4 separate regions of the Gossypium hirsutum genome follow, and all the other regions are linked to region 3. The links are chromatin contacts, called in public Hi-C maps. All regions are on one chromosome and are shown on one strand. Each heading gives the region's core, a stretch centred on a gene start, on an enhancer-like site or on the middle of the called end of the contact. The rest is flanking DNA. Distances are from core to core; before and after follow the strand shown.

Region 1 (5,170 bases), core at 1,524-4,023, 290 kb after region 3:
TATTTTCAATTAAACTCATAAATTTAAAATTTTTCACAATTTAGTCCTTATTAAAAATTTACAATTTGTTCTACAATTTAATCCTTTTTCATTTCTAGCTTAAAAACCTATCAATTTAATCCTTAATACTAAAACTATTCAACATTAACAACATTTAAAATAATAATCAATGCTAAAATTTCAACATGGATTGGGTAGTAATTAACTCCAAGATTTCAAAAACATAAAAATTACATGAAAATGAACTAAATTAACTAACCAATTGAACTTGGAAAATTTTAGAAGCCTAGGCTGTGCATGGTTCTTCCTTTCTGCCTTTCTTTTCTTTTTCTTTCTTAATTTTGCATGTTTCTACATACTATACTATTAATATAATTATTATCATTATAACTATTATTATTAGATAACTATTATCATTATTATATAACACATATATATATATTCATTTAGTTATTAAAAAATTTCTTAATATTATAATATATATAACATATGCCGTCCACTACATTAAGTAAATGTATGTTTACTACATTAGTCCTTTAATAAATTTTAATTTTATAAATCCACTTCTAATACTTATGCAATTTAATCCCCATAGTTAATCAACTTATAATTTAAACAAATTCACTTCATCGGAACCTAACTAACTACACAACTAGCTTCGTAAATATTTATTAAAAATATTTAGGAATCCGATTTATGGGAACAGAGTCTTGGGAATGCACTTTCTGACACCCCTGACTATAGGGTTGTTACAAAAAAAATTTCACTGACATTCCCTTTCATATCACCAATGGACACATTCCTATTGAATCTCATCCCGATTTTTTGATGAGTTACAAAAATACAACCAACAGTTGTTTTTAAAATAACACCATCGAAATGAATTGTTGCAAAAAAATTGATTCTTTATTTTATTTTTTTTGAAACTAAAAAAATAGAACAATAAAAAACTTAATAAATTAACAATAAAAAAATTTTAAACTAAATCATATGAAACAAAATAAATTGTCATATAAAACAATTAAAATGTTAATTTTTTTTAATAAACTTAATTAATGAGGGAGAGGAGGAGCTTCAAAACTAAACTACAATTGAAGAGAGTAAAGAGCTTCAAAAGATTTTTTGAAACAGCAATGGATGTGTGGGGTTGGGAGACCAAACCAACTCCCTTTCATAATAAAAAATAATAATTTTTTTTAAAAAAAATTAGTTGAAAATGAAAAAAAATTTTGGTGTTTTAATTTTTTTCAGGTATTAAAACATGAGCATGTGACGACATCGGCGGCACCAGCCTGACGGCTAACGCAGATGTGACCCTTCAGTCACAAGCCCTTGTTTTTAATACCTGAAAAAAATTTAAAACACCAACTTTTTTTTTATTTCAACTTAAAAAAATTTTAAAAACTTTTTGGATGCCGCCTGACACATCGGCGGTACCAATAAAAAATATTTTTTTCGATTTCTTTGTATACTGTTTAAAAAAATTAGTATTTTTGATCTAAATATTGGTGCCGCTGATGTGTCAAGCGGCACCCAAAAAAATTGTTTTTAAAAAATAAAATAAAATGGTGCCACCTATTGGGCAGGCGGCACCTGTATTGTACTGTTAATTTTGTTTATTCTCGTAAATATTATTTTTATTATCCTATTTTCGTATATATTTATTTATTTTACATTAATCATGTAAAAAACCTAAAAGAATCTCAGCCACCGAGCTGATTATTTTATGCCTCCATTATATAATTTAAACTAAATAAATTTGTAATTTATACTTTATTTTATTACTAAAAGTTGAGTTTTGCTTTTATTTATTTATCTTAATTGTGTACTAATGACATTTTTTTAAATAAACAAGAGTATTGATAACTACAAAAATTTGCAGTAACTTGTGAGTGTTAGTTTTTGTGAAGAATATATCAAACTATTTATGATCTTTTGTTTTAATATTACAAAAATAATTACCAACATATCATGTAAATTTCAATTCTATATATTAATATGAATATCAAGTATTTAGTACTATACCGATGAGTATGCTATTTTTCTATTAGTACCAGTACGAATTGGTATTAATCTATTTTAATGTACCATTTTAGATTTATCGTTATTTTTTTTAAAAAAATTGATATATATAAAATATTTACAGATAACAAATAATAAATAAATAAATAAATATAAAATCTAAAATACTCGTTAGTTATATAAAATATTAATAACCTTTCCAAATACAATCCATCATTAAACAAACTCAAAATAAATAAGTAAAAAATATTCCATAAACTAAACAATAATATTGTCCCGCATACAACCATCCATAATTCAACAGATGCAAAAATAATAATAAGATTACCTCATAGTATGCATATGTATATGTTAAGACTGAAAACTTATGCCTATTGATTACACAAACTCGAATATAAGTATGAAACACTGAAATATATAGATTTTTTCAGCATCTTTTAAGCATTAATTCATGCAAATTTTAAATATTTTTTTATCAAATTTTGTGCTTGCGTTATAAAATAATTAAATTCAACATGATTTAAGACACATCTTGAAATTTAATTATTTTGATATTAAAGTTACGTAATTTTGTTAATTTTGAGCAGCTTTGCGCAATATTGCTGGGGCATCTTCGAAGTTTTAGCTGATTAATTAACAGCTATGGACGCCCGAAAAAATAATTAATTTTGGACTCCTACAATGCAATTGACCCAGCTCTCAATTATGGTGATTTAATTGGACAACTTTATGTAGGGAATGGGGCCCATAAAATTCAACTTGAAGGGGACGGATCCACAAGAGAGAGAGCAGTCCAAGTCGACCCAAATCAACTATTTTAAGCTGAAACAGCTAATTTAAACAATTGCAAAACTGCCCTAAACTTTTCCTCATATCCATTCCAACCCCTCCACTTCTTAAGCTTTCACATTCAAGCATCTAGCTAATTATAGCAAAACCACCCAACCCCTTTCTCCACAATATATGGCAGGAGAAATTCAAGGCTCCTAAATGCGATTTTTAGCGATCACCAACTAGTATAAATAGGACCTTTATTTGCCTTCCAAAGCATCCCATTCATTCTTCATTTTCTCTCCAGTTGAGCTTCCTTTTCTCTCTTTTCCATACCATTTTTCTTCCTCTTGAGAAAGAGTTTTGTGAGGCCTTGAGAGTAGCCATCATTCCACTATATTAAGGGTGCTTGGCTTCGTTGTGACAGCAAGACAGAAGATCCAAGGAGGGAGCAAGCAATTTATGCCTCGGGAACGTCCATAATCAACTAGAGTTTTTTCTTCCATATTAATTTTTGTTCTTGTTCAATTCATAAACATGATTTCAACTAAGTTTTTCTCTTTCTAATATAATCATGACTACTTAAATTTATTAGTGTTAAAATGATCTGATTTTCATAGATTACTTTATTCAATTCTGTTAAAAGTTGTTTTGTGCTTTTAACCAATTTCTTATGCATGTTTAATGTAAAAGAGATGTATAAATTAATTTCCATAAAATCTTAATCAGATTTTAATTAATTGACACACTACAATCATGTGTGGATTGAATTTGTAATAATACCAAAATTATTATTACCTTACCTAACCCTGTAATATGTTTAGCTTATGAATTCTAAGTCTATTAAACATAAAAATATGTGAGATAGGTTTAATAATTAATTAAGCTAAATATTTTACTAATTTTGATTAGGGTTAATAAATGATAATTTAGCCATGAAATTTCCATAACATCTTTAATCACAGGCATGCTAATTGTGATAAACTCTTTAACACTTGCATTTTTTGTGTTCATTTTAATTTTATAATTTTTAGCATATTAAATTTGATAGTTAATTCGCTTTTATTTATTTGAATCACACTTTCAACTTTAAAGAGTGCTTAACAGTTTTGTCTTATTGAGACTGTATACCACTTGCACATTTCTATTGTTCCAGCAACCACTTTAACCAACAATACCAATTCTTCATTCATGTTGAAATAATGATTTTTAAGTTAGCAATTTAATAGTAAAATTTAAAAGTTTTTGAATAAATTAGTTTCTCCATTTATGTAAATTAAGAGAAGCTAATTTTTTATTTTTTATTTTTGGAATTGATAAAATAGAGAGATGAAATATAAAAGTATATATTATATTTAACTTTGTTTTCCTTAATCATGATTTCCATTTCTAATGCCAACTGGAGTACCCTTAATTAAATATTGCTTATTGCTTTTTAAAGGGAAAATCATGACAGTGGTTGGATGGGCCCTTCAAAAGGGACACTGTTTAAAAAGTTAAGATAAAATTCTTTTGGGTTAAAACAAAAATTAATAAAGGGGTACAGTACAAATTTATTACTTAATCTTACGTGACTGAAATAAATTTTGTGGTTAAATTTGTTATTAGCCTATGTATTTTGTATAAGTTATGGATTTAGTCCATATATTTCAATTTGATTCATTTTCAATCCATATACTTTTTGATTCAGTCCTTATTAAATAGAAGTTGTTAAATTCATTAGGTTATGGTACTTCCAAAATCTAACATGGCAGACATATTATTACACGTGTAATGTTATCCTAGATTGTTATCTGCACACATTACTCACAAAAAAAAAATCTAAGAGCTAAAATTGATTAAATTAAAATACAAGAATTAAATGCACAACTTAAAAAATGTACAAGGACTAATAGAAAATTTTGACCAAATTTAGCAAATTGTTTAATCCGTGTAACTTTATCATTTTATATTTTTGTAGAGCATACTGTTCTGTTTTAAATGCATAAAGAAATATAATATAAACTTTATTAGTAAATTAGTCCCTAAACTACACTTCAATTTTACCTTGATCCTTAAAGATTTTTTGTCTACTTAAATTATCAATTTTGTGCAATTTCATCCAAAACGAATATGTTTTCCCATAAAAATACACCAGGTGTCATGTCCTTACTGGCTGCTTTTTTTTTGTTTTGGTAAACTAGGATAAAATTAATAATTGAGGTGCCAGTAAAGATTAATCCGAATTTAGGGACCAAATTATGAATAAAACCACAATATGAGGTAATTGAAAGACATACAAAAAAAAAGGAAGTAAACCTTATTGGAAATATAAAGTATCAAATCAAAGATTGTCCTTTTCCTTTTTATCCCAAGCTCCAGTCATTTTTCGTCAACG
Region 2 (5,906 bases), core at 3,239-5,738, 380 kb before region 3:
AAGATTTCAGATTTGGGGCTAATTTTAATGAGAAAAAATGACAGCAATATGGTGGAGAATATGTTAACAAATCATGTTGTAAAAAGAAAAAGGAAAAAAAAAAGAGATGATAAAATTAGGTGTAGGTGACAACAACAATGGAGGAAAGGAAAAAAAAATTAAAATCAAAGAGAAGGAGATCGGAGAAGAGGAACGGCTAGGGCAATGGGGAGGAGGATTAAAGGCTGATTATTAGTAAAAAAATTAATATTTATACCTAGGTTAACTAAGCTTGGATGGCCCACACATTAAAACAAGGTGTTTTTGTTAAAAAAATTAAATTATTTGCATAGGAAGGGAATTGAAGTTAGGACCTTAAGAATAAATTCACTAATGTTTAACCATCAAACCAATAACTCATTCTTGATATAATTTGAAATATTTATTTTAAAAAACAAGGCATGTTACATACTAGGATTTAAGACAAAATTTATAAAATAATAAAAATGATGTGAGAGAAGGGATTTGAACTTGGGTTTCAAGAAATGTTACACTAACACTTAACCAAAAAACTAATACCTCATTTATTTTCTAAAAATGCATAGATAATTTTAAAAATTAAGGCATAATTACCCTCTCTCAATTTATAAACTCAATTCTACTACCAATTTTTGAGAAGTCACCGTTTTTATATATCTAGCTATGAGTTATAGACCACAGCTAAAAATAGAGTGTGGAATTGGGGTTTATTTGATGTGTAGGAACTAGGTGATTTGCAATAATTTATTGTTGGGAAATGGAAATTCAGTAGGGGTTTTCTTTTTTCAAATCAACCCTTTTCGTGTAAAAAAGAAGAAGAAGAAAAACCTAATGAATTTTTCACTGCATACATATAAAAAGAAGCTAGAAAAGGTAGCTTTCCATCAGTAGCTTAAAACCATAAAAGCATGTTGGTAGTTTACAAGAAATATCAGTTCCTTGAAGATGAATTAGGGACCACAACAATTGAAACCACCACAAATATCCTGTAATTCTTAGGTGGGGGGAGTTGTCTTGATCTAAAAAGCTAAGGTCCCTCAAACCAAATTGTGTTGCTAAATTAATTTTTCTTTATATAAAAGGTGAAAAAATGAAAATAAAAATATCTAGTTGCGCCCCAAAAGAAAATGTTGAGAAGTTGAATTGAAACATTTAGGCAGATAGAAAAAGAGACTAACAAAGTGATGTAATAGGTTAAAGTTTTAGCAAAACAGATTCAACCCAAAGAGGAAACAAATATCTGTACAACCTAGCATCAATAGCTGGTAATAATTCCAAGTTAGCCTTGTAGTAAATAGACATGCTCTTCCAATTCAAAAGAGTTAGCTACCAGCCATTAAATTAATGCAGCTATATATATGTTTTCAGTATTTACCATTGTTGCCTAAACTACTGATCTACCATTTCCTTTCTTTCTTTTCCTTTTCTAATACCTAGCTATCCATTGAAATCATGAAGCAACCGTGCACCAATCAAGCTCCTGTAAGACAAATGCTGTGCCTCACCATCAAGAAGTGAGTACTGTACTGGTTGACAATCTTCAATGTGGTCTCTAGGGTAAAAAATTGAACTTCGTGCTACAGGCGAGAAGGCTAAGCTCACCCCAGTCCCACCATGTTGTTGCAACCCTAAAGTCAATAATACACTTCCTCCGCCATTGAAACAACTTTGGTTAGCATTGTAATCACTTCCATTATAAGATGCTCCACCCGATGTGTGATGATGACTGTAGGAAGAGAAGTCCAACTCCATTATACCAGAGGTTTCAAAACTTTGTTTCTGATAATGATGTTGATGAAAGTGCTGGTTTTGAAGGGTTTTGGCACTTTTTGCATCATTTTTTTCTGGGTCACTACTGACAATTGAAGATAGACATTCTGAATCAATTCGAAGGAGCTGGTCCGGTGTGGGTTTCTGATCGGTGGGAAGAATAATTGGATTAGGCCGCCCACTATTATCATCACCATCGATAGTAGTAACTGCATCTGAGGAGGCCATGTTGTTTTCGTGCTCCTTCGTTTCTTCCATGTACATTTCTTCCACCATTGGTTTCCATAGCCTTACACTCGCATTAATGAACCAATTGGATACCTATTGGAAACATGAATAGAAACTATACGAATGATCAACTATAATATTATGATATCTTGATATGATACAAATAAAATAATTGCATATGATAATAATAAATATTTAAGATCCCAACAAGACATGCTCCATCGATAACATAAATTAATTCATGGGGAGTTTAAGAAAATAAAATAACATGCCTGGCTTCTTGAGAGACCAGTTTGGCAGGCTAAGATATGTTTATCAACATCACTGGGATACCTTCAATTAATGGAAATACGTAGTTAGTATTGAAACTTGGCACCAGCCATGGATGGTAAGGGAAAGATGGGCCCTATACATAAATATATCTTAACGGAATCAAATCTACATTAATTAAAATAACAGAGAGAAGTTGACCCAATCAAATATATAGGAAAAGGAAGCTATTGATGGAAATAAGATGACAAAAATAAAATGATTGAGTCTTGTAGTAGGAAGGAGAGAAATAGAGATATTTACGGGTGAAGAAACTGCTCAAATAACCAAGCTCGAAGAACAGAAACAGATCTCTCAGGTAGGCCTCTTTGGGGTCTCCATGGCTGATTCTCCATCATGTTCATCTGTTGAAAACACCTTTGTTGCCTCAAAGCTTTATCTATGATCTTCAGCCTTGGTGTTTCGCCTCTCGTTGTGCCCGGTGCAACCGGGTCTTTTTCTCCCATGGCCTTCCTTGTAGCTTGAATCCCACCAACAATCCTATCCCTTAAGCATCTAAAATGTCTTGACATGGCCTTGGAGGCTATATCTGAATATACTGACGCAGCCCCGCTGCCAGCCGCTGTTTCGAAGGAAGACACCACTGCTTTCATTTGATGACGATAGTGTCTGTATCTTCTATCCACCTAAAGATACATGAGAAGAGAGGAAGGGATACAGGAGTGAAACATAAGCATGGGGATACATACAAAACAAAGGCATGGTAAAAGAAAAAGGATTTGAGGTTCCTGAAAGTAAATGAAAAGCAAGAATTGTCACGGCGTCGGCATTTATGGGAAGGACCCAAGTCAATAAATTAGTTCAAGAAACAAAATAGGGAGATCCCCATTTCAATCAACACCCAGTAAAATAAAATTTCATGACTTCTTTATTTAAAAAAGAAAGTTGTGGAGAAAAAGTAACGATCTTTGAGGATCAAAAGTTGAAAGTGAAATGCACATGTCATACCTCTTCCAGCATTGAAAGCAGCTTGGTTTTTCTTTTCTGCAACTCCATGAAGTTAAGGGAATAAAGGGGTTGCTTCCTTGAAGAACTGGCTCCATTGTCATTATCACACTGTTTGGTCTTATGGATCTGTTTTTCCTCTGATGCATCAACTTGCGTTGTTCCGAGGCTGCAAAACTCATTCAAAAGTTCCTGAGTTGGGACCAAGTACTTTGAACTCGCCACTTGGAGCTGCCCCTGATGATGTAAATTCGCAGCTTCTTCCAGAAATTCGCTTTGGATGGTTTGTTGTTGTTGCTGTTGGATATTTGGAGCCTTTTCGAAGAAACCATCTCCAGCATTTGAACCAAACCTCATATCATGTTGCTGATCATGAGTGCTGTGACTGGTGGTTTGTCTGAGTTCGAAAGACTGTAGGCCGATAGTCGAAGGATTATTTGATGAAAGAGAGTGAAAGACCCTGACTTGGCCTCTCGTTTTCTTCACAAGGAAAAACACATCTATAAGAAGAATCATCAACAAGCAACCTGTTCTCTTGCCAAGGACCTGTCTCCGCTCCCACTATTAGATTCCCAGTACTAGTCTCAGTTTCAGATATCCCAGCTGTGAACTCAGGTTTGTGGAATTCATGTTGATAGAAATCGCTTGTTGACTCATTGATTGTATTGGATGAAGGATCAGGGTTGCTTCCATGTTTGTTCAAGGACCGTTTCCACACCACCGTGTAGCTGTCACCTTGTTGCGGTAGATTCTTTGAAACCCCTATCATCTCCATGCCTGTTGCCAAGTACTTGAAGATATCTGGGTCTGGGTTGGATTCAAAGCCTTGGATCTGACTCACCGGATGGGAGCTACCAGATGAAACATCTGAGTAACAAAACCCAGTTGATGAGACAATATTCCTTGGTTTATCTTCACAGAGCTCCCTAACCATGTAACCCAAAGTTTTTTTTTTTTTTGTTCTTTTGATCTTCCTTTCTTTTATGCTTCTCGCCCACTTGCTTCTAAGATACTGGTAAAAAAGTTTATGCTGATTCTGCAATTACAATTCCATCAAGATTCAATCCACGAAGGATTAAAACAAAGATAGACTTTTGTTAACGAAGTTTGTAATAGCAGATCAGATATAGAGGTGGGATGATGACCCTTGTATGTAGCCGTGATCATAGTTTCTCATATATGCCTTTTCTTCTCTATATCCCCTCTAGCTCAAGTGGGTCAATGCATTAAAGATGTGAAAAAAGCCAAAATAGGCATCCTACCCTAGTTAAAAAAAAAAAAAATCCTCCATCCATCCACCTCAATTATTTCACAACGAACAATAAAATAAACTTGGAATCAAGGAATAAATTAATGAACTAGTAAAATAATATTGATTAGAAAGATAATATTCTGCTTTCCAAATTACTAAAGCAGGTACACATAAAAGTAATCCCTAGAATTTCGCTATCAAAACTACCAGCCGCCACATTTAATTTTTCTTAAATAATTTTTTAAGCTTAATTAATGATTTAGTCCTCTATATTTTTTTTGCCATATTGTCACTAAAGTATCATTCCCATAAAATTTTAGTCCAGTTATTTAACAAACCTTTAAAAAAAAAGTGTTAGAAAATTAATTTAGCCAATGAAAACATTTTGTTTTTTACAAAATATATAACTTTAAAAATAAAAAAAATAAGATATGTAATCTAAAAACACACGTAAAAATTATAGAATATAAAAATAAAAAAATTCAAAAATATAGCTTTAACTTTATTGGTATTGTTATAATTGCAACAACAAAGAATACATGAGTTTGTGCGCAGTTAAGTGCATTTTCCCACCAAATTAAGGGTTGAGAAAGTTTACGAATAGAAGTAAGAATTACATTAAAAAATATAATAATTTATGTAAAAGAAATATACAAAAATCCATAAAATATAAAATAACCTAAAAATATATAACAATTTTAAAAAAATTCAAATATATATATGTACTTTTTAACAAAAAAATATAAAATATAAAAATCCACAAAAATCCATGAAAATATATTATAAATCTAATATGAATTTTTAAAATATAAAAAAGGAAAGAAATATATAAAATCCAAAAATATAACTTTAGCTTTGTTGGGACATTTGCTATTGCAACAATGAAAAGGACACGATTTTTAGTGTATTTAAACACGTTTTTCTTGCAATTTAAGGGTTGGAAGGATTATACATAGAAGTAGGTATTGTATTTTATATATATATATAAGGAAAATATAAAAATCCCAAAATATATAACAATTAAAAAATTATCAAAAATATTATTTTTAACAAAATTGTAAAAATAAAAAATATATAAAAATCCATAAAAATATATTTAGAAAACTAATATATATTTTAAAAGTTATAGAAAGTGAACAGAATATATAAAATCTAAAAATATAACTTTAGCTTTGTTGGTACAGTTGTTATTGTAACAACGAGGTGGACGTGAATTCAAGCACAGTTAAATATGTTTTTCTTTCAATTTAAGGGTTGAAAAAATTTATGGGTAGAAGTAAGCATTGTATCAATATATTTTTCAGAATTTATAAAAAATGAAAGAACATCCATCTGAACCACGAGGAGAATATAGTGATGACTA
Region 3 (5,940 bases), core at 2,323-4,822:
CCAAGATGATTGGTGGAACCAAGAACCCCTCTTTATGTATAGGGCATTTCACCACCATAGCTCTTTTTTCCTTTTCCTTTTTCTTTTTCTATTTTTCCCTTTATGACCCATTTCTTGATAATTGAGAATCCGTAGTTTTCGTTGCTATATGATGATTGATGGAGTTATTCACACATGCAAGTTTAGAACATAACATGTGGAAGGGGTGAAGGGGACAATTAATGGTTGAATTTTGAATTTTTTTATGAAAAGATATATTAACTTTAGATTAAATACATAGAAAATTAATCTAACATATACATGCTACTTCAATTTTATTAAAAATATAAAATCTTATTATATATTCTAAAATCTTATAATTGAGTTAAAATCTATGATTGCATCATAAAAAAGGAAAAAAACATATGGATATCATAAAAAAATCGCAACTTTATCAATAAAACCTTAATATAAAAAATAGATAAGTTTATGGGTCAAACTATCCATCTAAACTTGCTCGAAGGCCTGTTCAAAAATTAGGAAGGTTTGCACAAAGATATTAGACTTGGACAAAAAAATTAGATATGTTTAAAATATATACCGAACTCAGGCTCATTCAAGGCCCGAGCCCGTCCCTCTCTAACTCTTTTTTTAATTTTACAATATATTATATTATGTAATTTATAACACACAAAATTAAATCTATAGTAACATGTCATACTATAATGTAAACTTTAAAAAATTTAAAATGTCTATATATAAAATTCTAAGAAATGAAAAAAAAATAAGAATAATATAAATATTTTCAATAAAAAATAACAAATAATATAGATGGATATAAAATGGGCTTGGGTTAGTTATTTACAAAAAAATGGGTGGATTTGAGCAAAATTTTAGGTCCATATTTCAAGCTAGACCAAACTTGAGACAATATAAAATATGTTAATATCATGCTTAGCTCTAGTTTAAATCCAATCAAACCCTGTTAATGAACACCTCTAATCAAGAAAAAGATGCCACAATTTTTAATTCTCAAGTTCAAATCTCAATATGGGTATATTTTATAATTTTAACTATCAATATGGTTGAACCTTGTAATTGAAAAGAAAAACCAACTTTAATTAGTCGTGTAATTAGGTGTTAAAATCATAAGTAACTTTGAAATCTCTTAATCAATCTTTCAAATAGATTTGGATTAGTCTACATAATCATGTAATGCATGGGCTAATAGTGTACATTATTTAAATTTTAAATAAATTAAAAATTTTAGAATATGATATTATTATAGTTTTAAAAATATAGAAAATTGTACTTTTTATTTTCATATAAATAATTTATTGCATGACTGCAACAATGAATTTTGTTAATATAAGGGGAAAAAATTATATATTAGAGTATTAAGGTAAACATATTAGACAATAATTTTTGGTTGCACAATTTAATTGATTTTGCAATATCCTTAATGAATAATAATGAAAGTTGATAAATATATTTGGGATTTGAATATGACATATCTTGCTCGAATATGTTGTTAGAATATGTAAGAAGTGTTTATTTGAGCTAATTTGAAGTAATAAAAATGATAAATTCGATTATCAGATTCTAATACAATGAAAAGTTTAAAATAATAATAAATTATTAGTTCGAATGATCAACTCGAAATCGCCAAGAGGGAAGATGAATTGGCCCTTAAGAAAATTGTAGAAGCAAAGAAAAAATAATCAACAAAGAACACAACGATTTATAGGGGTTCGACCCCAATTGCCTACTCTACTACCTTAGCTTTCCACAACTAAGGATTTTTCCAAATTCACTAATTTGACAACCTTTGAGGATAATGTTTATCCTTACAATTTCCCTTAAAATTTCTACCCAAAATCTGAAATTGCAACTCCACCAAACCTTAAGATTCAATCCTCCTAAAGAGAATAACAAATATCAAACTAAGAAGTAATCCTTACAAGATCAAAAAGTTTGCCAATTAAGCATAAATAAATAAGAATACACTTAAGCTAAAGAATAACAATGAAAGCTCACAAGTGTGTACAAGAAAAGTAAGAAAAAATTAAGCACTAAGGTTGTTTTTTATTGATCTTTAAGCTTGATGGTTTCTCTTGTTGTAGGATCTCTGAAAGCTGATATTTATACCCCTAATCAATTTCCAATTGTTGTGGTTGTTGGAGATATGAATAGAGCCATTAGGGATCTAAAAACTAGTGCATTTAATTCACCTATGATAGCGAGTATCGATACCAACTAAAAATGTATTGATAACTTTTGCATTTAATGCGAACTTCAGTGACTACCAATGAGCTTTTATTGATACCATATGAAAAGTATCGATACTGGACCGATACTTAGTTGAATTGGTTGAAAACAGAATGTCAATTTGATATCGATTTTAAAATGAGTATTGATATTTTAAAAATTATTAATATTTGACCAAATAGTGTTGCTACTTTTTGGCATGGAGCAATACTAACTTGTTTTAAAACAGTTTTAAATTGATTGAAAATGTTTAACACAATTGAAACCATTTAGACTTGATTTTATTATTTTATCAATTTTATTTAACTTTAATTTTTATTCAAAAACATATTAATTTGTTATATCAAAAGATATTATCAAATAAAACTAATTTAACATAAATAAATACTTAATAAAATAATTAAGATTGCAATTATTGTTTAGGCAACAAACTTAATGAAGAGGATACCTGTAAATATTTTATGAGATAAGTAAGTTTATGGTATTAATTATATTTTGTTCTATTCACTCAAAAAATAGATAGATTAATTTTTTATATTAAATTAAAAAACAAAATAATTTATTTTATTAAAAATTTGATCTATTTTTAATATACAAAAATTAATTAACCTATTTATAAAATTTTGATACATTCTTTTACAAAATAAACCCTTATACCAACCCTTTTAGAAAGACTAATCATAACAGCGATCTTTGTCAACGCTTAGATGGTATGTATCTTTCATTTATTAATTTCTGTGGACCACCCTATTTCATCATTTGATATTTATACTACATATTTCTTTCACTTAAAATTTAAATTCTTGAAGAATTAGGTTTCACTTTTAGCCCTCTCAAATTTCATTTTTTACTTTTATTTTAGTATGCTTTAACAAATATCCTTGCATGGAATCCTATTCTTTTGAAATTTGAATTAACAAAGGAAAAAAAATTGTCTGAATTTGAGGTTTGATATTCTTTTTATTTACATTCAAATTGTATGAATTCCAAAAACTTATATAATTATTAAAAATTAAAATTTAATTTTATATTCATATTTATATATATATATAATTAACTTCAATTTTTTTTTGGAAGGTACCTTTCTACTGGACTTGTTATTATTTGCTTTCCAAACTTTCTCTGTTTTTTAAGTCACAATTACAAGTAATACATATGTATTATTATAATTAAAATTAATGCATAAATAAAAATAGAATTAGGCAAAAATAAAGAAGTATGCCCTAATGAAATCACAAGAATCTGTCAACTTTATGATAAAAGCAAGGGTGGTTGGCAGTGCGGTTTGAATTTTAGGTTTGGTCACAATCATTTTTATTTAATCATTTCATTTTACCCACTCCTATCGGAATTTTTATTCATTGTTTGTGAAAACAAAAATAAACATTTTTAAAATTAAATTAAACCTTAAAACAAAAGCTTACAAAGATGAATCCAAAATATTCTTTTATTGTTGAAGTGAGCTTCTTTGAGTTGGAAAATCTCTATATATACTCACTCCAACTCTCTCCATCTCTTCCTATTTATCTATCACTCAAGAAGAAAGAAAACCCAAAGCGTCGGAAACCATAGCTTATCTCACATTGTATCTAAAGTTAGAACAAAAACATGGGTTTCCCAGTAGCCTACTCCGAGCTTCTTCTTCCAAGATTGCTTCTCCACACGCTTTCTCTCCTTGCTTACCTTCGCAAATTCATTTCCACTCTCTTCCTCTATTTGGGTCTCCCCGATTTCCTCGAACCTGACATTCCTTGGGGCGAATACGCCCCTGAAACCCACCACGCTTCCGCCGCCCCCGTATCTGCTCTCCTCATCCGGGAACTCCTACCCGTCGTCAAGTTCTCCGACCTCGTTGACCCGCCGGAGAGCTGCGCCGTGTGCTTGTACGACTTCGAAGGGCAGGATGAGATCAGGCGGCTGACCAACTGCCGCCATATTTTCCATCGGAGCTGTTTAGACCGTTGGATGGGGTATGATCAGAAAACATGTCCGCTTTGTAGAACAAGTTTTGTTCCTGATGATATGCAACAAACGTTTAATGAGAGGCTGTGGGCTGCCTCTGGGATCCCTGAAGTCTTTGGTGATTATTCTCAAATTACTGCTTTGTAGTTATACCTGTCTGCTTCCCAACAAAAAAAAATGAAGCTTTTTTGTTTATCACCTTTTTAAGGAGTTGGTTTGTATATATACATGAAAATCCGGGAAATTACCGCCATGAAGAAAAAAAAAAAGAAGGAAAAGAAAATTTTAGCTATTCAACGCAGAGTTGTTTTATTTTTGCAAACTACTTTATTTTTTGGAATGGATTTTGATAGTTGTGCTTCTTCTTCTTCTTTTCTTTCTTTTTTTTTTGTTATATATGATAATAGTAGTTAAGGCATGGAATTGATGCTAAATGATTTGGAATTGAGGGTTTGGACAAAGTTTTGGTGTTTGGGGGTTGTTTTAAACTCCCCCACTTGATAATATATTAACGATTAACATTATGTGGATTTCATTGTTTTCTTCTCCTATTTCTCTCCTCCTTTCTTTAGATGCATTTTGGAATTAATAGCAAAAAGCTGAGATTAATGAAATGTCTGTTAAAAAATCCAATCAATTGGATTCTCTTCTTTCCATTTACTTGAAAACAAGCAACAACTTCAATAGTTGGTGTCAATCTCCAAATTAAAGAAGTGGATACATCGCTTTACTCCTTTTTCTTTCTTTTATATCACCCAAGTCTTCTGTTAAAATTTCCATGCGTAGATGGTAAATGTTATATGTGTTTTGTTAAATAAATGTAAAATTATTTCTTGGAATATTATTATATTATTATGTTTAATTTATTTGGTTGGAATATAAAATTTTATTAAGGGTAAAATATAAATTTAATTACTTATGTGTTGTTTAATTTATGTGTTGGTTATCAAACTTTCGAAAGTTATAATATGGTCATTTATATTATCAAAAGTATTGTATGATTACTAAAAGTTATTTTGATTATTAAAACCATTAATTATCATTAACATTGTAATGATAAATTAACTTGACACAATATATCAATAATTTTGACGAAAATTTTAGATTAAATTGCATAACTAATTTCTATATATTTTCTTTTTCATTTCGAGAAATTTAAATCTTTATCTTTTATTTTCTTTTAACGTTTAACTTTCTCTTTCCTTTTTCCTTTTTTCTTTACGAAAGATTTTAGAAGGCAAGGATGTTGCGAGGATATTGAAAGAAATTGGTTGAGATAAAAGAAAATGTGAAAAAAAAAGACTGAACGGTTTTAAGTAAACAAGTAATTTTTCCTTTTCTTTTTTACCTAACAACTAATCTTATAATTTGTCTATGTTGGTCAAATATTAAATTCTTACTTAATGGTCTTAAACTAATTGTGTAAATCTATTTCTCTGTTTCTCAAATATTTTGTAAAGAAAAAGGAAGTTAAAATAAAATCAAATAAGATAGAAAAGAATTAAATTGCTCAAAAAGTGGAGGGACTAGTTGACCAATCTAATCTAAAGTTTTCGTCTAAAATGATAATAAAACGTGTCATGTTAGCTTTTAATAATATCATTAATGATGGTTAGTAACTTAGTTACTAAAGTGTAACAAATCAATAACGTGGGTGATCTTATTGTAACTTTTGATAATGTTAGTGACCATATCATAACGTTTTAAATTTCAGTGAAAAAATATAATTTA
Region 4 (5,354 bases), core at 2,457-4,956, 500 kb after region 3:
ATGTTCCTGTTCCAGCCATACCACCACTACTTTACCCAACGAGTGGACACTGTCAATGCCAACCCCTAGCCATCTGAAGCTAATCCTTATTCTAGTTAAGGTCACTTCCATATCTAAAGTAAGAGCATAGGTAATCCCTATATGCTATTGAGAATGAAGTTTTTTGTTGATTAAGGGTGTATATGGTACGTAATACTTTTTTACAAGGATAGCTAGTCTATTAGACTTGCAGCATATGGAAAATGAGATGATTTCATAAAACAAAAAAGACATTGAATCATTTTGCTTTTGGGGGTCGAATTTGTCTTATGGGAAAGCATATAAACTTTGCAAAAAAGTAAATTTATCTAGTGTCAAAATGTTTTAGGCCAGTAGAAGTCCAAACTTAAGCTAGAGCCAACAGGCTTTTCATTTGATAATTTGGGATTATGTTAACGGTTGGGTGACATGATTTGAATTGTGCCAAAACAAATGTAAATATGCCATCATTCTTCTATCTTTTTCTTTTTTAAAAAAAAAATAGATGTTAAATATGCCATCATTCTTTTATCTTTTTCTTTTTTTAAAAAAAATTAGATGTTAAATGTAAGTTTACACAAAGGAACCACTGAAGCTATTATAAGAGTACCAATCTGTATCATGTTTGTTTTTTTCTGTTCTTTTATGATAGCTCTTTTCTCTTAACAAGGGATCCTACCTTGTAGTTTTAAAACTAGACCTATGAATATCATGACCATATTTTTTTCAGACAATTGGAGTCAAATGGCATTCCTCTCATCTGATGATTTTGTATTCAGTTGAAAGTTGATGCCACCCAATGGGTCTGGAACTTTCTACAGTTCTCCTGTATGTGATATATTCCATACAATAGCACTACAGTATTATAACTCTATTGGATTTACTAAAGAAATGATTATTCATACAGATAGCTTAAACCCTAAACCACCTTGGTTTGGCTATATCATGCATCCATATTTCAACACATACATCCGTACATAGATGCATGCATGCATAAGTACATAGTCACAAGTGAACTAATATGTGTGTTCTGCTTGGTTTAGAATATGTAATTTGGTGGATCAAAGGAATCATTTAGTTACTGAAGTGAGTTGATATCATCGGCTATGTTGAGTGCATCGCTAGCCGCCCCATATAGCCCCCTTCTCGACAGACCAACGCAGTACAAGCCATTCTTTCCTTTCCAATGGTTTGGGAAACTCAGCTTGGAAATCCCATCATCATTCAGCAGGTAATCATCTCCCTGTTTCAGTTTATTATAGTAAAGCGCAGTTAGTTTGATGTTGTGGTTTGAGAAGGGAAAACACAGGGTATGATATGTTACCTTAAGCCAGACATTAGTGGAGCGCTTGAAGCCAGTGCAGAAGACGATTGTGTCGAAGGGATGCGTTGTGCCGTTCTCGAACACCACCTCGTTGCCTCTTATGCTACATATAGACGGCAACACCTGAAAAATATTATGCATTTTTGGATTATTTGAAAACCAAATATCTAAGCGAAACAAGATGCCGTAATTGGGCCCGGCCGGGGGCAGTCAATTTTTTTATTAAAAATTTCAGTCAAGCTCATATCAAATTTTCCCCTTTTGAAAATTTTACCAAAGTCTCTTTTATTTTTATAATTATTTTAATATTTTTAATTAGAATTTTTAGCTTTTAAAAGATTTTATAAAATATAATATTATTTTTATACAATGATTAAAACTACCCATAAGTCCTCTCAAGTCATGTTCTCTTATACTAGTGACGATGTCAATATCAATTGAGTTAAGGCTCAATCAACATAAAAAAAATATATTATAATATAAAAAAATGCAACTTTTGGGAGAAATGATTGTATGAAACTGTAATTCCACGTTATATTTATCCATTTTCAATAGGAGAATGATAAATCAAATTTTTCCTCTTAATTTTTAGCTTTTTTTTCTCCTTAAAAAAATTCAAATCTAACAAAAAAATATTAAAAATCAAAAAAAAATTTTGATTTGTTATTTTCTATTAAAAAAGAATAGAGATAACATAGAATTATAATTTTATACAATCTTTTAGAAGTTTTTAGGATAATTAATTTGTATTTTTTAAAATTGAGATGGGGACAAAAAATAATATAAAACTCATGTCACAATCGGTTATGATTGACCAAAGCAGTGAATAAATAAAGGGTAAAAGAGAGTTGAAAATGTAACAGAGATTCTTAGGTTTTAAGGAAATTAAGAAAGGCCTTTGTTAATTGCAAATGACATCACCAACTTTTTTTGTTCACGTTATTGTTACAAACCCTCGTACCCTCATTTCCTTTTTTCCTTCAAGAATACCAATCAATCGGTTATATTATCAATTTTCAGTTCGATTGATTTGACCATATGTACAACAATAATTAAAAATTCATTTTTTTTAATGGAAGTTGTAACATAGTAATTGGTAGAGAAAATGACAATAATATTACCCGAATCTCCTGGGACTTGATCTTCTTACATGTACCAATATCAGTAATAGGGTATTTTCCATAGGCAGCTTTCATGAAAAATGGACCTTCCTTGGGCCTGTAGATTCCGTACTTGGACAAGTCCCCATAAACAAGCTTGCTAAGCATCACCATTAACGAGTCCACCAAGTTTACCCGTATATACTTCACCAAAATTAACCCCAAGTAAATCATATCCCTTGAAAGAACGTGAACCTGCAAAACATATCAACCATTGCAAGTAATTTAACCGGTTTCATCACTTCAACCATTACAAACAACTACAAGTTAAATATGGTTTTAGTCCTTGGTAATGATTTGATATCAAGGCAAGTCATTAGTTGACCCCTTCACATTATTTAATATTTTAGTTTTAATAAAATCATTAGCAAGTTGAAGATACAACTTCCATCACAAAAAGATTTATATCAACATTATTTGAAAAAAATAATCCTATTAATTTATTAGAATAATTAATAAAATTATAAATTATGTGAAATTCGAGGACTATGGAACCAAAGTTCAACTTGTTAATTACCGGGCTTCGAACAACTAAAGAAGTTTGGGCACCATGATTGGCAAGGTCAAAAGCGATCTCCATGCCCGAATTCCCCGACCCCACAACCAAAACCTTCTGGTTTTGAAACGCCTTCCCATTTCTGAACCGCGTCGAATGAAGAACATCGCCGGGGAAAGTATTAAGCCCTTCAATCACCGGCGTAAAAGGGTCGCTCGTTTCACCGCTAGCCACCACCAAGAACCTCCCTTCCAACTCCTCCACCTCGCCAGAACCCAAGTTCCTGGCCTTAACAATCCATTTCCCGGTCTCTCCGTCGAACTCTGCTGACTCGACGGTCCGACGGTACAAAGGGCTGATCTTAAAACGAGAAACGTAGTCGTCTAAGTAGCTTACGAACTGTTGTCTGGAGACGAAACGTGGGTAAGAGTCGGGGAAGGGCATGTGAGGGAGCACGCAGAATTGCTTGTCTAAGTGAAGGTGGAGACGGTCGTAGGCGTATTTCTTCCACAGAGAAGCGATACAGTCTTCTCTTTCAAGGATTATGTATGGGATTGAGTGGTGGTTAAGGCAAGCCGCCATGGCCAGCCCCGAAGGGCCCGCTCCGACGATAATGACCTGTTCTTTTTGCATCCCCGACGATAATGACCGGCTATGTAGTAGCGCGATATCAAGCAGAATGGGTCGCTGCCTTGGGGATGGAAACACAGCTGTGGGCAGATATTTATACTATTATAGTACCACATTGTTTATTGAGAAATTATTTGTTACGGTTGGAGATTTTAGATTGAAGATCAAGGGTTGATAAATGTGGTTAAAGATAATAGTAAACTATTTAAAAAATAGAAGTATATGATAATTTTTTAAGATTATTTTATCACTGATTAATAGTGGCAGTTTTTAAAATTGACATAATAATTTTAATCATTAATATTTATATTTTGTAGTAATTTAGCGTTTATTTTAAAAAACTTAACTCTTAATTTTTACACAGAGTAATTTGGGTGACCAAAAAAAATAAATTTAAAAAATTCGATAACTATTTTGTAACTTTTTATAGTTATGTGACAAACAAATTAAGTGAAAATTAGTAAAATTTACCTTTTATAAAATTGTTTCTTAAAGATTTATAAAATTGTTATTGGACAAATGGGTTTAATGATTTTAGTTATTCTAATACGTGTTCATTTAAAGATTTTATATAAAAAGATAAAAATCTTTATATAAAAATATGTTTTAAGCTTTTTTTAACTATAAATTGATATTGATTAACTCATGACATTAATTTAATTAAGAGTATTTTAAGAATATTAAATTAAAAATTTATATTATAAATTTACAAGAAAGATTAATATGGCTTTAGCTATAATAATAAAAGTTGATGTAATGAAGATATTATAATTTGTAAGTATTTTTCAAAAGTTGATATAAAAATATAAAATGATGGAAATGATATATATTTTTAATTACTCATAAAGATGTGTTGTTAATTTGCAGTGATTACACGTAGTGACTTGAGATTTGACTTGCGGTGCTTTTAAATTAGGAAACTTATTTACCTATGCTCTTAGGATATACACACTTTCATTTGGATTATACTATCTTCTTGTAAAACCAATATTAATAACATCAAAATAAAATAAATTTTATTCATTAAATACAAAATTTGGTACCAATTAAACAAAATATACGAATATTAGGTGTACACATAGATTAGTTTGGCACCGACACCTTCCCCAATTTGAGGATAAATTACAAACCTAAAAAATTATAATTATTCCATTAATTATATTTAAGATTAAATTCTTATCAAGTAAGAATAAATTTAAAATTAAAATATAACTCACACATGATAATATTTAAATTATAATAAATTTTTAAAAAAAATTTATATGTGTTTTACACAAAGAGTGGATCTTAATTTGGGATTTCAAAATTCTAAACATCTTAACCCTACTATTAAATTAAAGTTTCATTCATAAAATTAGTTACCATTAATAAAAGGGATAAAATTCAAAATTACGCATGAATTGTTGTCTAATATGTAATGTTATAAATGATTTTTTGGTGAATATATTTTTTATTTTAAAATATCATATTAGTGAACTTATTAGAAAATTTAAATAGAATTAACAATTAAACTTAAAATTTAAAATATAAAAAAATTAAATTTCAAATATACAAAAAAAAATAAGTACTTAAAAGCATATTTTAAGCTATTATATATAATATCTATTTTAGTTACACCTAGGACATTGTTGTATGAATCTCATAGATTAGATTTTTTTTTAAAATTTTATATAAAAAATTAATTATAAGTGAATATGGTGTGATAGTTATTACAATAAATCATAAT

What was found. Hi-C and Micro-C count contacts between places; a contact is called where the count stands out from the background.
Region 1: a Hi-C map of leaf shows a contact between it and region 3, with 2.8 times the contacts expected there. The contact joins the enhancer-like site here to the promoter of LOC121204571 in region 3. A contact is called at or near these places in 3 of 34 Hi-C or Micro-C datasets (callus and leaf).
Region 2: a Hi-C map of leaf shows a contact between it and region 3, with 2.4 times the contacts expected there. The contact joins the enhancer-like site here to the promoter of LOC121204571 in region 3. A contact is called at or near these places in 2 of 34 Hi-C or Micro-C datasets (both in leaf).
Region 4: a contact with region 3 is called in a Hi-C map of leaf, with 1.7 times the contacts expected there. The contact joins the promoter of LOC121204573 here to the promoter of LOC121204571 in region 3. A contact is called at or near these places in 2 of 34 Hi-C or Micro-C datasets (both in leaf).

Annotation. Positions count from the first base shown.
Region 1 is chrA08:92,900,633-92,905,802 of Gossypium_hirsutum_v2.1, forward strand. No RefSeq gene overlaps it. Among protein-coding and RNA genes, the nearest start is that of LOC107947889, 12 kb to the right of the region's middle. Within about 2 kb of position 2,774, at least 3 of the 9 cell types and tissues checked have an H3K27ac peak or open chromatin away from gene starts, as enhancers often do. A contact at or near this core is called in leaf, where this site is marked.
Region 2 is chrA08:92,227,248-92,233,153 of Gossypium_hirsutum_v2.1, forward strand. It overlaps the pseudogene LOC107947826. Among protein-coding and RNA genes, the nearest start is that of LOC107947819, 72 kb to the left of the region's middle. Within about 2 kb of position 4,489, at least 7 of the 9 cell types and tissues checked have an H3K27ac peak or open chromatin away from gene starts, as enhancers often do. A contact at or near this core is called in leaf, where this site is marked.
Region 3 is chrA08:92,606,004-92,611,943 of Gossypium_hirsutum_v2.1, forward strand. LOC121204571 (brassinosteroid-responsive RING protein 1) reads left to right here and starts at 3,573. Exons shown (of 1, transcript XM_041074649.1): 1 at 3,573-4,570. The coding sequence starts at 3,856. The coding sequence ends at 4,356.
Region 4 is chrA08:93,102,282-93,107,635 of Gossypium_hirsutum_v2.1, forward strand. LOC121204573 (probable indole-3-pyruvate monooxygenase YUCCA10) reads right to left here and starts at 3,707. Exons shown (of 4, transcript XM_041074651.1): 1 at 3,020-3,707; 2 at 2,464-2,697; 3 at 1,343-1,465; 4 at 880-1,261. The coding sequence starts at 3,631. The coding sequence ends at 1,097.